Regions from separate parts of the Mus musculus genome. Here all the other regions are linked to region 1. The links are chromatin contacts, called in public HiChIP or PLAC-seq maps. All regions are on one chromosome and are shown on one strand. The core of a region is the stretch at or near the end of the contact, and the rest is flanking DNA. Distances in the headings are between cores, read along the strand shown.

Region 1 (4,811 bases), core at 835-3,334:
GCAACCCTATAGGTGGAACAACATTATGAACTAACCAGTACCCCAGAGCTCTTGACTCTAGCTGCATATGTATCAAAAGATGGCCTAGTTGGCCATCACTGGAAAGAGAGGCCCATTGGACTTGCAAACTTATATGCCCCAGTACAGGGAAATGCCAGGGCCAAAAAGTGGGAGTGGGTGGGTAGGGGAGGGGGGGGGGTCGGAGGGTATTGGGGACTTTTTGGATAGCATTGGAAATGTAAATGAGGAAAATACCTAATAAAAAATTAATTCTAAAAAAAAAAAGAATTCATTGTTCAAAAGTGCAAATCTAGATGGCAAATGAAACACAACTCAAGATCACAGAAGGCATAGAACCCCAGACTAAAGGTCAAAATGATGCCCTAAATTCCTTTAATGAACACCACTTTTGCTGTCTCCATTGCTTGCTTTCTCTGAAACCCAACAAGTGACGCGTTTTATTTCTTCCTCTTCCACAACTGGATCCTACTTTATAAAGTCAAGTACCAAGCGGGCTGTTGTAAACAGAAGTATTTAGGAAGCCTTCAGACAGGGAACAAAAACAAAAAAAAACAAAAACGCTGCCCTAAGATGCCTGTATCTTAAAGCAGAGGCTAAATCGCTCCTTTGTTTCTGCCTTGTTTTCCTTTAGTCCTCCATAAAACTCCTAATCCAAGATGAGAGATGTAAACAGGAAGTCGGAACTCCTCCTGGAAAACCCGCTCTCTCTGCTGCGAGGAATCTGAAAAGCACCATTCATCCTAGCAGCAGTGTCCCAGCCAACATTGTAGGAAGCGCTTGGCTTCTGCATTTGGAACATGCATCGAAAGCTTGTTTTCCATTCAGTGCCACAACGACAGGGGCCAGAGCATCTCAGCACATAAAATGCATGTCCTGCACCTTGGAAAGAGCTACTGAACTCATCCCAGGATGAAATGGAAGTCAAAGGGAGGATTTTCAGCTTAACTTAGATGCAGTTTATTCTTTAAGATACTAAGAGTGAGAACAAAACCAATTACCGCAGTATTAGGTAAAAGGTGTTAACTCGTACTTTTACAAAAGATGTTCTGCAGGGTTTGTAGTGGTTAGTGAAAGTTATGTAAGTAGGGGTATGTGTGTGGTTGGGGGAGTGTATGGTTAAATAAATTCAGATGGGAAGTTCAAATAAGTTCATTTCCTTTGGTTGGCCCTGTAAGTAAATTAACTAAGCATTTGGAACTTTGGCTATGGTGGATAAACAAATGTGAAAACGGCTCGCATTCCTTTTTTTCTTTTCTTTCTTAAATTATAAAACTTTCTCTTTGACTGATCATATCCAGGCGCGGTGTGCTCTTCTAGCCACAAGAGGGCAGCAACACTGTATTCTGAACCAAATGCTTCTGTAGATGCGCAAGACTGGCTCCAAATAAGTGATTCTCAAACTGTGGGTCGCGACCCGCAATTTTTTCAAGGGGGCTCCTAAGACCATCAGAAAACACAAACATTTACATTCATGCTACTAGCAAAATTACAGCTATGAAGTAGCAATGAAAATAATTTTATGGCTGGGGAACATGTTACAAGATGAGATACTATATTAAGTGATACCAAAATTAAGTTGAGAATCACTACTCTAAATAATCATACTAACAGTATAATAAATATATGTCCTTCTCCAAATGGCTTTTTGAATTCTGATGGTATTTTATGGCTGAAGATTTTTGAACTAAATGCCTTCAAAATATGTCCGTACAAATGAGACTATAAGAAACATGTAATAATTTTAGTAAGTGAATTTCAATGCCTTAAAGGAGCAAATATTTTAAAGGTTCTTTAAAATTCATTTTTAAAGATCACAATGTTAAAATTACCACAGTGACCTTTCCAATAATTTTTAATGCTCTTAAAGTGAACATGGAAGAGTTAACATTTGTTATGGTTACAGACCTTTTTATTTTAAAAAAAAACCATATTTTAAAACAGTGAAGTCAGTAAATAAGAAAACTTGTGAGGAATAGTTCTAATAACAGACACTGTTTGGATAGCTACCTGTCTGGATATTGAAACTGTTTTTCTTTTCTGTTTAGGATAAAGTAGTTGCATTATTTAGCCACTAGGTGGTGCTGCTCTTTAAATAACTGCCGCAGATACTTTGTAGCCCTACAGGAAGTTCATGTAATTAATGGAGAACCGAGAATTTTTCACAAAAGAACGGAATTGCTTATTCGAACAACCTCAGCCCACAGCAGTTACTCATTTTTATCCTTGAACTTGCTCCTTCCATTTCTCGGGCAACAAAAACAACTGCCATTTTATTACCTTCGACTTTATGAAAGTAAATGAAAACTGTTTCCCAATTCGAAGGGAAGCAGAGAATTCAAAGGATTCACCCACCTAATGGTGTGTTGAAGAGGCCAGTTCAGGACCTTTGGAAAATGCCACCAGACCCCTCCCCTCCTGGAAGAAAAAAGGTCATGGAACACTTAGGCACCCCTCCCCTCCAGAAAGGAGGGGCTAATTAACATTCCTCAGCCAAGGTGGGGCGGGAGACACTGATCAACCTCTACCTGCAGGCTGGGGAGGTCCAAAGGAGGTAAACACATTCTGTAGGACAGACCTACAGACAAGGCCACCTACAGACAAGGGAAGTTCTTGCCACCTCATTCCCCTAGTGACCAATCAGTTTAAAAATTACACTGTTCTGCCAATCACATTGTGACTAATGGCTGCTGCTCCGAAAACTGTATAAAAAACTCCCTGACTGGGCTGCTTGAGGCTGCCTCTCCTTCCGGTGCAGGATGACCCCAAACGCATTGGAACAATAAATTCCTCTTGCTTTTTGCATGCTTCCCCCACTCTGAGTGGTTCAATCAGGGGTCCCCAGTAAGCTAAGGCTCATCAGAGTCTTACAATGCCATCTTCAGATTCCAAAGTAACTAGATGTGCTGGGAGCGCAAACTTAATCCCTATTCATCAAAAGTCGCTCTGTTTAATTTTGGTCGCACAAATGACATCGTTATAAATAAACCTAATATGCTATCAGTCAATTATAAATGTTCAACTATTTCATAATAAAATACATTTCATAGTGGTCACTATTTGTATAGCTGAAAAAAATCCATCCTATTATGAAATATGGCAAAACTGATATGGGTTAATAACGTGTTGTAAAACTACTAATGGATAAAAACGTCTGACACTGAAGTCTACAGAAGCAGTGGGAAGGTTTTAGGTTCATTTTCCTCCTCGTCTAGTCATTAAATTAACCACCTCCAGGTTTTCACCTCAGTCCCCAGCTTGGAGGAAAAACAAAGAACAAGAAACTGCACCCATTTAATTCCAGAAGCTACATACAGCCTTCTTTTGTTGATATTATCAAGGAAAAAAACCTACCACCCCCACCCCCCACCCCACCCCACCTACGCCCACCCCTTCCGCAGTGATGGCTAAGTATCCTTGAACTTCCGTGCTTCCGAACCCATGTAGAAGTTCATGCTGCTAAATTCAGAATTCCAGGCCTTAACAGTCTTGATGAAGCTGACTTGCTACCTTGGCCCTTTCAGCCCTGTTGCTCCTGGGCCGGAGCACCTCTAACCATGGTGGTTGAGGTCCAGAGGCGGCGGTAGCTATGAATGCTGGGGACTGATGGGAGAAGGGTGGACTAGTCAGCTGCGGTGTATGAAAAAAATCAATTAAGTCTGCAGTTATTTCCAGGGGCTGTTTTGACAGTGGGTAAACGTCTACACCTATTTCTCAAGTTGCACCCAAGTTGTATTAGATCTCTATATATTGTTTGAGGCCCTGAAATATATTTTTAGTACTTGAATTCTTGATTATCCAAGTAAGCAAGCCAATTTGTGGTTGTTAAGGGTTTGTTGTTCATTTCTTTTCTTGTCTTTTTCGTTTGTTTTGGTTTGGTTTGGTTTTGGGTCAACTTGACAGAAGCTGGAATTATTTTGGAAGAGGGAACCTTAATTGAGAAGTTGCCATCAACAGATTGGCCTGTGAACAAGTCTGTGTGGGCATTTTCTTGATTAATGATTGACGTGGGAGAGCCCAGCCCTCTGTGGGCAGTGTCAATCCTGGGCAGATAGCCCTGAATGGTCTAAGAAAGCAGGCAGAGTAAGCTATGGAGAAAAAGCCAGTGTGCAGCACCAGTCCACGGTCTCTGCATGGGCTCCTGCCTCCAGGTTCCTGCTTGAATTCCTATTCTAATTTCCCTCAATGATGGACTGTGATGTGGAATTGTAAGCCAAATAAGTTTTCCCCCCACAAGTTGGCTTTGGTTAGTGTTTTATGACAGTGATCAAAATCAAACCAGGATGGCAGTGTAGTAATAAATAATAACTAAAATGTATTGATCATATGTTCTCAGTCTGTGTCCCCTACTCCTCTAAGTGCTTTTCAACAACAAAAGATAATTGCTATGACCACAGTCATTACACAGATAAAGAAGCTAAGTAAGTGCTGATATACATTAATTTCAAAATAATCGTAGAATTTTCTAACAGCTGTGGGTCTCTTTGAAGAGGCACAACCTGGTCAACTTTCTCCAGCTTTTACTGGATAAAGTAAGAAATATGCATTCACATACTGCCCAGACCCATCTTTCTCTCCTTTTCTACTGGAAATGGAACTACACACAGTTCCTCTGCTTGGGTAGCGGCTCCCTGCTACGCTGTCCGCAGAGGGTGATGCAAGGTCAAGCAGTTTCTTCCTGTTCTGGTGTTCGCCACAATTCCTTTCAGTCAGCAGACCATTCCACCTTGCTATAGGGTAGTTGCTACTTTTTTTAAAGATTTATTTATTTATTATATGTAAGTACACTGTAG
Region 2 (4,768 bases), core at 313-2,812, 580 kb after region 1:
TACACTAACAACTTACTTAGATACAGAAGTTGAATGCTCACTCCGCTATCAAAGTTAAAGCTCCATACACCCAGCTCTGAGGTTGGCAACTCTCCCCAGTAGTCCACGTGTGTTTGAACTCATCTCCAGACTTCTAATACATTTCTTTGGCTCACACCATCTCTCTCTGTTGTGAGAGAAGCACAACTATTCTCTCCTGTGCATGTGAACATTTGGAGTCAAATGCTATCTTGTAGACCCTAGTGCTTTCTGCTCTTTCCTGATGATGTTCCAATGTAATCAATCACCTGGGAGACATACTTCGCCTTTCTTCATTGTTAAATAGGCTTCCTGTGCTTGTGCTCCGGCAGCTGTTTTTTTTTGTTGTTGTTTGTTTGTTTTGTTTTTTGTTTTTGTTTTGTTTTGTTTTTTTCCGAGACAGGGTTTCTCCATATTGTCCTGGCTGTCTGGCTGTCCTGGAACTCACTCTGTAGACCAGGCTGGCCTTGAACTCAGAAATTCACCTGCCTCTGCCTCCCAAGTGCTGGGATTAAAGGCGTGCACCACCACGCCTGGCTTCCTGTAGCAGTTTTTAAAAGGGTCCATGTCATATGGAAGGAGCATCTACTGAGATGGATGCATTCCAGTAATGACCTTGGCTGGTTGCTAATGCGTGCAAGCATGGAGCCACCTTCCGTCTACAGATGAAGCCTTCTGTCCCCTGCTTTCCTTCCTCCACTGACTGTGCCAGCAACCTGAAGAAGGCTCAGTTCTCTTCTCTCCCCTGATTCTGCCTTCAGTCTCTCTTCTGCCTTGTATTGGATCAGCCCTTGTTAGTGTGTTAAAGGGTACTAGGAGCTATTTCAAGCACCCACCATATGCCAGCCCCTGTGTTTAAGATATTCTGCATATATTGTCTCCTTCAATCCTAATTTAATACCTTAGTGGGTAGATATTATTTCTCTCTCTCTTTTGTACTCTAGATGCAACTGGGGCACATAGACCTTTATGTTGTCCAGAAAAAGCAATGAGGTAACAGTAGCAGGGAGAATTCAATCTCAGATTCACCAGATTTCAAAGCCCCTATTGTTTACCTATTCTCTATGAGCCTGTTATTCAGTTCTGGTTTTAAGGCATGCATCTCTTTCTTGCTGGAGTTCATGGATTCTGTGGCAGATTTCTCAGAGACCCTAATGACAGATGTATTCTTGTTCATGTTGGTGGCGGTTCCTGTGGGCAGCTAAGGACTCCAGTGTGTACTGTTTTGATCACTGGACAAACATCTTCCTTGTAGGTGGTTGTGCAGATCAATCCAGGTACATTTCTCAAAGTTTCTATGTTGAACCGCAGTTAAAGAAGGAAGAAAATTTTCAGGTGTGGGTGACTTTGAGCCAAAATCACCTAAATTAGGATCCTAGTGAAGGAAAATGATCCTGACAAATCCATTCCTTTTTAACTAAAGATCAACCTTTAGTGTAACCAATGGCAGGCCAAAACTTGCTTTTCTTCTTTGAACAAAACACCCACAAAGGGAAACAGAAACCAGTTTAGCAGCTTCACTAGGGCGTTCAGAGGCTTCCTGTAACTAAAGCTTCCCATTGTGCCTCAGGTCCTGGTAAACTGGGAATGCTTCCTCCTCTAGACTCCTTGCTGCAAGACCACAAATTTACTTCTGCCAATGCTTTATATCCTGCCTTTCCTTAGTAGGAATCTGAATCTTAAATACTATTTGGTCGGTCGAGTGGGCTTTGTACCTCGGTCCAGTACTCTACCTCATCCTTTGTTTATTTTGACAGCACTTAAGGAGAGAGAGGGTGGGGCGGGAGGGAGGGGGATGGGGAGGAAAGGGGGAGGGAGAGAGGGAGAGGGAGAGAAAACAATCCTTTAATCCCAGGACTAGGGAGGCAGAGGCAGGCAGATCTCTCTGAGTTTGAGCCCAACTATGTCTACAGAGAGAGGTCCAGGACAGCCAGGACTACATAGGGAAACCTGTTTCCAACCTGCCTCACCCCTCTAAGAGGAAAAAACAAACAAACAAGAGAACAAAGTGCAACTTAAATAGCATAATAGCATGGTCTCCTGTCTCGAAAAAATAAAAAAACAAACAAACAAACAAACAAAAAAACCCCACTTTCTAGATCTTATGTTTTCCTACTCATGAAACAGCATAAAATCAAGTGCCACATACTAAAAAGGTCCATCTGGGAACATAGTATCCTTGTCCTTGTCTTCTCTAGATAGATGGGAAAGTTACAAGAAATGACCGTTTTATATATATATACATACATATATATATATATATACACACACACACACACACACACACCCTAAATTCATGAATTATACTGATTACTTAAATATCTGCATTTTCCTTCCTGTGAGAGACATAACAAGGTTTGGAGGATATATATATATATATATATATATATATATATATATATATATATATATATACATACATATATATATGTATATATATATATATATATATATATATATATACATATATATGAAAATCATCCTATATACAGTTGGGGAAGCTGAAAAAATACACCTTATCCTGAAAATTAATGCAGCCTAGAGTTATTAATGGACGAGTAGTCAAAACTGGGACAGAGACATGAGATTATTAAGAAGTATATTAAATCAATGTAGAATTTACTCAAATCTAAACGTTACATTGTGTTATTTTTTAAGCATGAATAACCATAAGAAATATGCATTTAAGTAAATGAGGTAGAGGACTACAATGTGTGTAATTTGTTGTCAAATAAGTCAGCAAATATTTTTCTGTGTGTGTGTGTGTGTGTGTGTGTACGCGCGCACGCGTGCGTGTGTATGTGTGTGTGTGTGTGCACATACAAATGTGCATGTGTATGTGGAGGAGAGAAAACCCAAACAGAAAGTAAGTGGGATAAAACAGTGATAGTGCTGAGTCTAAATACAAACTGTATAAGAACACTTTGCCCCTAGGTAATATCAGTTCATATCTAAGATGCTGCCATCTAAATTACTCACCCTGAAGATTATTACAAACTTTAGACCAATATCTCCAACTGTTACTTAGTCATGTCCATTAGGATACACCAGAGGTACTCCAATATTAGCCTTTCAAAGTTGATTTTATATCATTTGCCCTTTAAACTCATTTCCTTCTCCATTCTCTAGTGCCAAACTAGTTCTTTCCTCTCCCTTCCAAGGCCCAACAAACATTGCCACAACTAGCCAAAAAATAGAAAATAATTAAAAATTAAAAAAAAATCAAGCCACCCTCTAAAGCCTCCTGAATTAATTCACCTCTCTTAATCCCTACTGCCATAATTGTGCTTCATAGAGCACACAGATTACAACCATCAGCTCAGAGGTGGTCTCCTATATTCAGGACATATCTCTCTGTAACCCATTACATGACTTATGGTTAATTTCTAAAGGTCAAATCTGATTCCATTAATGCTCTGCTTAAAATCCTAATTGTATCCCTGTGGCTCTGAGATTAAAATCAAAATTGTCAAAAATAATTTACAAGCTCTATGAAGGCACTTGTTTCCTAGAATGTCATCTCTCTCCTATTTTCTGTCCCCTCGAAGCCACAGTGGGCTTCATCATGAGTTGGTCTTTGTGCCTTGAACACTTTCTCCATGCCACCCCACCCTCATAAAAGCTAATCTTTTAATAATATAATCCCATTTACTTGATCTATTAGTACTTTTAAATCACAATTTAGATGATGTCAGTTAACACATGCTACCCAAAGTATGATTAATTTAGAAGGAAATTTAAAATATAATACCATTATTATTCATACATTGATTAATCTGGCATATATCAATTGTGCTTTCAATCAGTTCAATTTTCTATAAATATTTCTTGAACACCTGCTGAATGGCTACGTGTGTTTGGGTCATAAAGCAGGCATGCTTTGCTATCTGACAGTATTGGTTTAGATGCAGGGACTGTATTGAACATCTCCGTGCTTAAATCTTACTCAAGTTAACTAGCCATAAATCAATATGTATCACTTGGCGGTAAGTGTTTGGAAGAAAACGTCATACAGAGGGGTACAGGTGCTTTCTGATACACATCAGTAGTCAGAAGAGCTCTCGGATCAGAGAGCATGCAGCCAGAGGCTTGGATAAAATGAAGAACATTCAAGGAGTGCAGGAACTGCAATGCCAAAGCCAGCTGGCAACATGCTCAGCTTGTTCCTAGTGATAGTAAAGGACTAGTAAACATGCCCACAGTGCAAAAAAGCACTGGTGAGGAGCTCTATGGGGGCAGAACCTGCTCTCTTAAACAGAGAACTCACTCTGTTGGTTCTAATGCAACCTTGGTATTAATTTCAATTGTCCTAAAGATATTCTGTGTAAACAGAGACAACAAATTGAACTGCAGTTTGTGAGAAGGAAAGAACATTGGGGACAAAGGCAAATAGAAACAGACTCCCTAGTGCAATACTGTTGCCCAAAGGGTTGGGAACAGAGCCCAGAACACCAGAAGCAATGTTGGGAATACAGCAGCCAGTAGATCAAAGCTCTGGTCACTCGCAAACCAGTGATAATGCCTTCTCTCTTTCCTCCGACCTTTTCCAGCCCTATTCCTTCCTGCCTGCTTCAATCCTGAGATAAGCCACAGCCGATTCTTTCCCAGCCTTTAGGTGGTGGTGGAGAGAGTTCTTTTTGCCTTTGAACTCCAGCAATGATTTTTCGTTTGTTTGTTGTTGGGAAGTATAATAAATGGTTTTCAAATATAATATAATGATGTTCAGTTTCTCACTGTTTCCAGACACATG
Region 3 (4,917 bases), core at 2,414-4,913, 740 kb after region 1:
GACTGCAACAAACTTCTTTCTCCTGGGCTGGTTCCAGTCCCTATTAGCATCTTTCCTTGGCAGCTATCCCATGGCTCTGGCATCTCTAACATCTTGGAGTCTTCTGCTGCAACTAGGCTTCACTGATAGACTCTCATAGACTCTCTTCATGGTGCCAAGCCTAAACCTTTTTGTATGACCCCTTTAGTCTTGGGCCACCAGTTACAACTGAGGCTGCACATTCACCAATGGCCTTTCCTGGCCTCACACAGTGCCAAGACTCATATGCTCCTCATTACCCCTTTGTGCTTTCAAAACCAGTATCACCTGTGTGACTCTTACACATCATCAAGTCCAGCTTCCAGCATGAGGTACAACTTTGGCAGCCTCTGTAATATAGCTTCTTTGTGCTTCAGAAAACACTTCCCAGAAGCTTTCACCACAGTAATACTGGTCTCTTCTTAATAACTGCTAATTTCTTAGCTCCAGCTAACCAGCATCAATTGTCCCAGAAACCCCTTCTATTCTTGACTCTAGAGCAAGAGCTACATGACCAAAGCTGCAGGATTCTGCTGCTTGCTTGAGCTGGAAAATGGCCCCCTTGTTCTATTACATTTTCACCAGTTTTCACTTTTCCAACTTCTTACTACCTAAGCATGGCTATCCTGAAACTTGCTCCATAGCTTGACCTTGAACTCAGAGATCTGCATGGCTCTGCTTTCTGAGTATTGGAATTAAAGGCCTGGTCCACCAAACCTGACTTAAATTTTATTCCACTTGGAACTTGCTCTAACCAAGACTGGTGTTTCCAAATTCAAACTCCCCAAAACCAAATTCTTCCAAACAAATACATGGTTAGGCCTATCACAGCAATACCCCACTCCTGGTACCAACTTCTGTCTTAGTTAGGGTTTCCATTGCTGTGAAGAGACACCATGACTAAGGTAACTCCAATGAAGGACATTTAGTTGGGGTTGGCCTATAGATTCAGAACTTCAGTCTATTATCATAAAGGTGGAAGCATGGCAGCCTCCAGGCAAATATGGTGCTGAAGTGGGAGCTGAGCATTTTGATCTAACTGCAGCCAGAAGAGCCTGCCATTTCCCAGGCAATAAGGATTAGGGACTTGAAGCCCTCCTCACAGTGTCACACTTCCTCTAACAAGGCCATACCTACTCCAGTGAGGTCCAAGTCCCAGTGGTGCCACTCCCTGGGCTAAGCATATTCAAGTAATACTACCATAATAACCACCATTCAAAGAAACCACCATAATGACTTACGATTTCAGGGCTGACCACTTAGTATTTGATAAACAACTTGGAGGCTGTTCTGGGGAAAAATATTTTCTTCTGCTTTCAGTATTCTTTAGGTGACTATAGTTCTTTATCTAGGGTTGGGGCCTAGTAAGATTTCCCCATTCCATGTTAACACATCTACTGGTATTGTCTTTCTTCAGGTATTGTTTAGGCAGCCATACTGGTGAGGCTTCATGGATGTAGCTTGCCTGACATTTCTAGGAGGTGCAATCTCAGAGCAAACATACTCTTTCTCTGGATCTTACAATCATTCCTCTTCCACGATATTACCTGAGCCTTGAAATCAGGAATGGGCCAAACAACATGATTCCTAGCCACATTCTAAATATTTACTCTTACACCAATTGATAAGTATAGTTCTCATCCCTTAACCCTTAACAAAGAAACTTCTTTTTGCAACATATATGCTACAGAAAACCCTAACTATTCAAAAAAAAAAAAGTGAACATATGGTGTGTAGCATGAACTGATGCATCCACAACACATGCATAAAGTACATGCTTGATGTAGTGAAATAAATGTAAGCATTTGTGGAGAACGTTATTAGGGATAAACATAAATAAACAATACCAATGTACGTGTGCTAGTTTCATGTCAATTTGACACAAGCCAAAGTCATCTAAGAAGAGGGAACCTCAACTAGGAAAAAGCCTTCATAAGACTGGGCAGTGGACAAGCCTGTAGAGAATTTTCTTGATTTGTGGTTGATTTGGGAGGTCCAAATATAAAAGTAACTTTTATTTGCCTGTTTTCATAGTATTCTCTGCAGCTCTCTGGTGAACAATTCACCCTTTATACCTCCTATTGAACTCTGGCTGAGTCGTTCAACTCAGCTGTTCTGGCTCTGTCTAACTCGTCTTCAAGCTGACTGATTCAGTCTGGTTTCTCTCAGCTTCTCACTGAATTGCTCTACTTGGCCTCAAACTAACTATGGCAATTTGTCATAAGCTTCTGCTTCCTTATTCTCTTCTTTCAACTGCTTCCCCTGACCTTCACTGAACTGCACATACAGATTCAACGCCACTTTACTGCATTCCCAATTGACTCCCAACTGATTTACTCTCTCCCTGCACTTCTCTTAAATAGCTTTTCTTTCCTGTGCTGTTTTCCAGGGAGTTGGGCGTATCCTATCTCTGATTCATTTTTGTCAAATATTCTCTGATTCTGCACGTTGTCTGCACCTCAATTAAACACCACTTTTAACCATGGCTGCTCCCTTCTATAAACTAGCCTTAATTTAATTGTTTGGGATTAAAGATGTGTACTAAGGACATGTCTGTATATCAGCCAGATCATAGACCTAGAAAGGATTTGGATGTGATCTCTTGCCAGAGCAGCCATCTTGGTGGAATAAAATTGTGAGTGTTTACTATCCCTGGGTATTAGTTCTATAAGAAAGCAGGGGCTGGAGAGGTGGCTCAGCAGTTAAGAGCACTGGCTGCACTTTCAGAGTGCAGTTCCCAGCAACCACATGGTGGCTCACAACCATCTATAATGGGATCTGATGCCCTCTTCTGATTTGTCTGAAGACAGCTACAGTGCACTCATATAAATAAAATGGGCATGCTGAACCCGTTGCACGGGGAGCAAGCCAGTGATCAAACATTCCTGCATGCCATCTGCATCAGCTCTTGCCTCTAGATTCCTGCCCTGATTGAGTTCTGCCCTCACTGCTTGTGATGATTCATTGTCCCTGTGCTCCCAAAATGGCTTTTGGTCATTGTATTTCATCACAGCAATAGTAATGCTAACTAAGACCACATGCAATACTAATAATATTAGTAAAAATAATAAGTAGATGTCTATAAAATCTGAATCCAGATTAAGTAATATGTATGCATTTTGAATTGACTATGTTAGGAAAGTTAAAAGACAAAAGTATTGAAGAATCTTTTAAAAATTACCAATGCAGGAAAATAATATTATTTGAGCTGAAAGCTTTTCTTCCTAAAGTTTTCATAGTTACCCTTTATATTTATGTCTTGACTGAAAGTAGAAAATATTATATAAGAAAAACTGAGACCGATTAGAATAGCTAAATTAGACAATCTTTAAATAAAAACACTGCAATGGTACAAAAATTGAGATCCTTGTTTTTTGCTTTAACTTCTAATAACAATTGTGGGGGTTCACAGGATGTAAGCAGGAATATGTGATGCAATGTCTATATTTGAATAAACAACGCTTATGCCCAATACCCTAGCCTGCTCAGGGACATCTGAATGTCCCAGATCCAGAAGCTAAAGAAGCTAAAGGTTAGCCTTAGTGCATGGCTTCACCTTCAGGGCCCGGCTTGAACTCTGCTCAAGCTGTTCCCATGGTTCAGTGTTGAATGTCATTGAGAATAGAGCTGTTGAGTAAGTGACAGTAATGGGGGAGAGGTTTCAGTGACTCATGTGACCTGTGGCGGTATTTCAAAGGATTAGGATGTGTTTTCTTTGAAAATTTCCTGTGAAGTGTTTCAGTGTTTTCATTCTAGTCTTCTCAAACACCAGTTAATCTACCAGGGCTCTGTAAATTTCCAGCCTGGAAAGCTATTTGATTTGGAAATCTGAATACATCATTTGATCTGAAAAAAAAAAAAAAAAAAAAAAAAAAAAAAAACTCTTGCTGAGACAGGACAGGAAAGAAAGCTAGGCAGGAAGCAGAGTACTTAGGTATGCTTTAAATTAATAATAGAAGGACATCAGAAACATTATCAGATTGGGGCCGGCCAGCGGCTTACATGTCCGGGTTCGAGCCTGGAACCAGCTGCAGGTAATGACCTGCAGGATAGGGCGTAGTCTCCAGAATAGCTCTGGGGCCTCTCAGCAGGTAGCAGTATCTTGAAGAGGAACAGCAGCAGTGGCAGAACAATAGAGTGATCTAGAGAGGAAGGCTCCACCCTAGATAATCTCCACCCTAGATAATCGGCAGCAAGGTCAAGTTCTGGTTTAGCCTGCTTCAGGCTTATGGGAGGCTACATTATCAGAATAACTTCTCCAAGAATGCCAGCTTCCTAACCACAGATGCTACTGAATGCCCTACACTGGCTTAAGAAACATGGGGAAAGTAGACTGTTTTGACGGGCATATAAATAGTCTAAGCTGAATTAGATAAATCTCCTGACTTGTTTTCCTTTCAGATGCAAGACTAGTAACAAATATTTGAAAAGTCAGTAAATGACTCCTCCTTCCTGTCTCTCTTTTATCATGACACAGCAGGGTGGAAGGTACATTGCAGCTGGCCAAGGTCCCTCTTCATTCCCATAGATCTGGACGCTCAATGTCATGGGTTATTGTCAGGAAAGGAGACTGAGGACTGTCTTACTGTCCTATTGCTGGGAAGAGACACCATGACCAAGGCTTTTCTTATGAAAGAATGCATTTATCTGGTGGCCTCTACAGCACAGTGGCATATAAGTACTGGAACAGAGAGGTGCAGCCTAGTCCTTAGGCAGAGAGATGAAGACTGAGACACAATTGGCCTACCATGGACCTGAAAGCACACCCAAAGAACACACTTTCTTCGCCAAGGCCACACTGAGCCCAATAAGTCCACACCTCCTAATCCTTGTAATCTTTCTCAAATAGTGTCACTCCCTGGTGACCAAGCGTTTAAATACATAAGCTATGGGGGCCAT

What was found. HiChIP or PLAC-seq counts read pairs in DNA pulled down with a chosen protein or histone mark.
Region 2: an H3K27ac HiChIP or PLAC-seq map of embryonic stem cells shows a contact between it and region 1, with 6 times the contacts expected there. The contact joins two enhancer-like sites. A contact is called at or near these places in 5 of 115 datasets of contacts at active chromatin or transcription factors (embryonic limb bud, embryonic stem cells and neural tube) and 1 of 9 other capture datasets (embryonic stem cells).
Region 3: an H3K27ac HiChIP or PLAC-seq map of embryonic stem cells shows a contact between it and region 1, with 9 times the contacts expected there. The contact joins two enhancer-like sites. A contact is called at or near these places in 5 of 115 datasets of contacts at active chromatin or transcription factors (all in embryonic stem cells).

Annotation. Positions count from the first base shown.
Region 1 is chr15:41,161,692-41,166,502 of GRCm38.p6, forward strand. No RefSeq gene overlaps it. Among named protein-coding and RNA genes, the nearest start is that of Gm46502, 10 kb to the right of the region's middle. Within about 2 kb of position 2,085, at least 74 of the 459 cell types and tissues checked have an H3K27ac peak or open chromatin away from gene starts, as enhancers often do. A contact at or near this core is called in embryonic stem cells, where this site is marked.
Region 2 is chr15:41,740,514-41,745,281 of GRCm38.p6, forward strand. All of the region lies in intron 3 of Oxr1 (oxidation resistance 1), which reads left to right. Among named protein-coding and RNA genes, the nearest start is that of Abra, 130 kb to the right of the region's middle. Within about 2 kb of position 1,563, at least 29 of the 459 cell types and tissues checked have an H3K27ac peak or open chromatin away from gene starts, as enhancers often do. A contact at or near this core is called in embryonic stem cells, where this site is marked.
Region 3 is chr15:41,901,553-41,906,469 of GRCm38.p6, forward strand. No RefSeq gene overlaps it. Among named protein-coding and RNA genes, the nearest start is that of Abra, 34 kb to the left of the region's middle. Within about 2 kb of position 3,664, at least 13 of the 459 cell types and tissues checked have an H3K27ac peak or open chromatin away from gene starts, as enhancers often do. A contact at or near this core is called in embryonic stem cells, where this site is marked.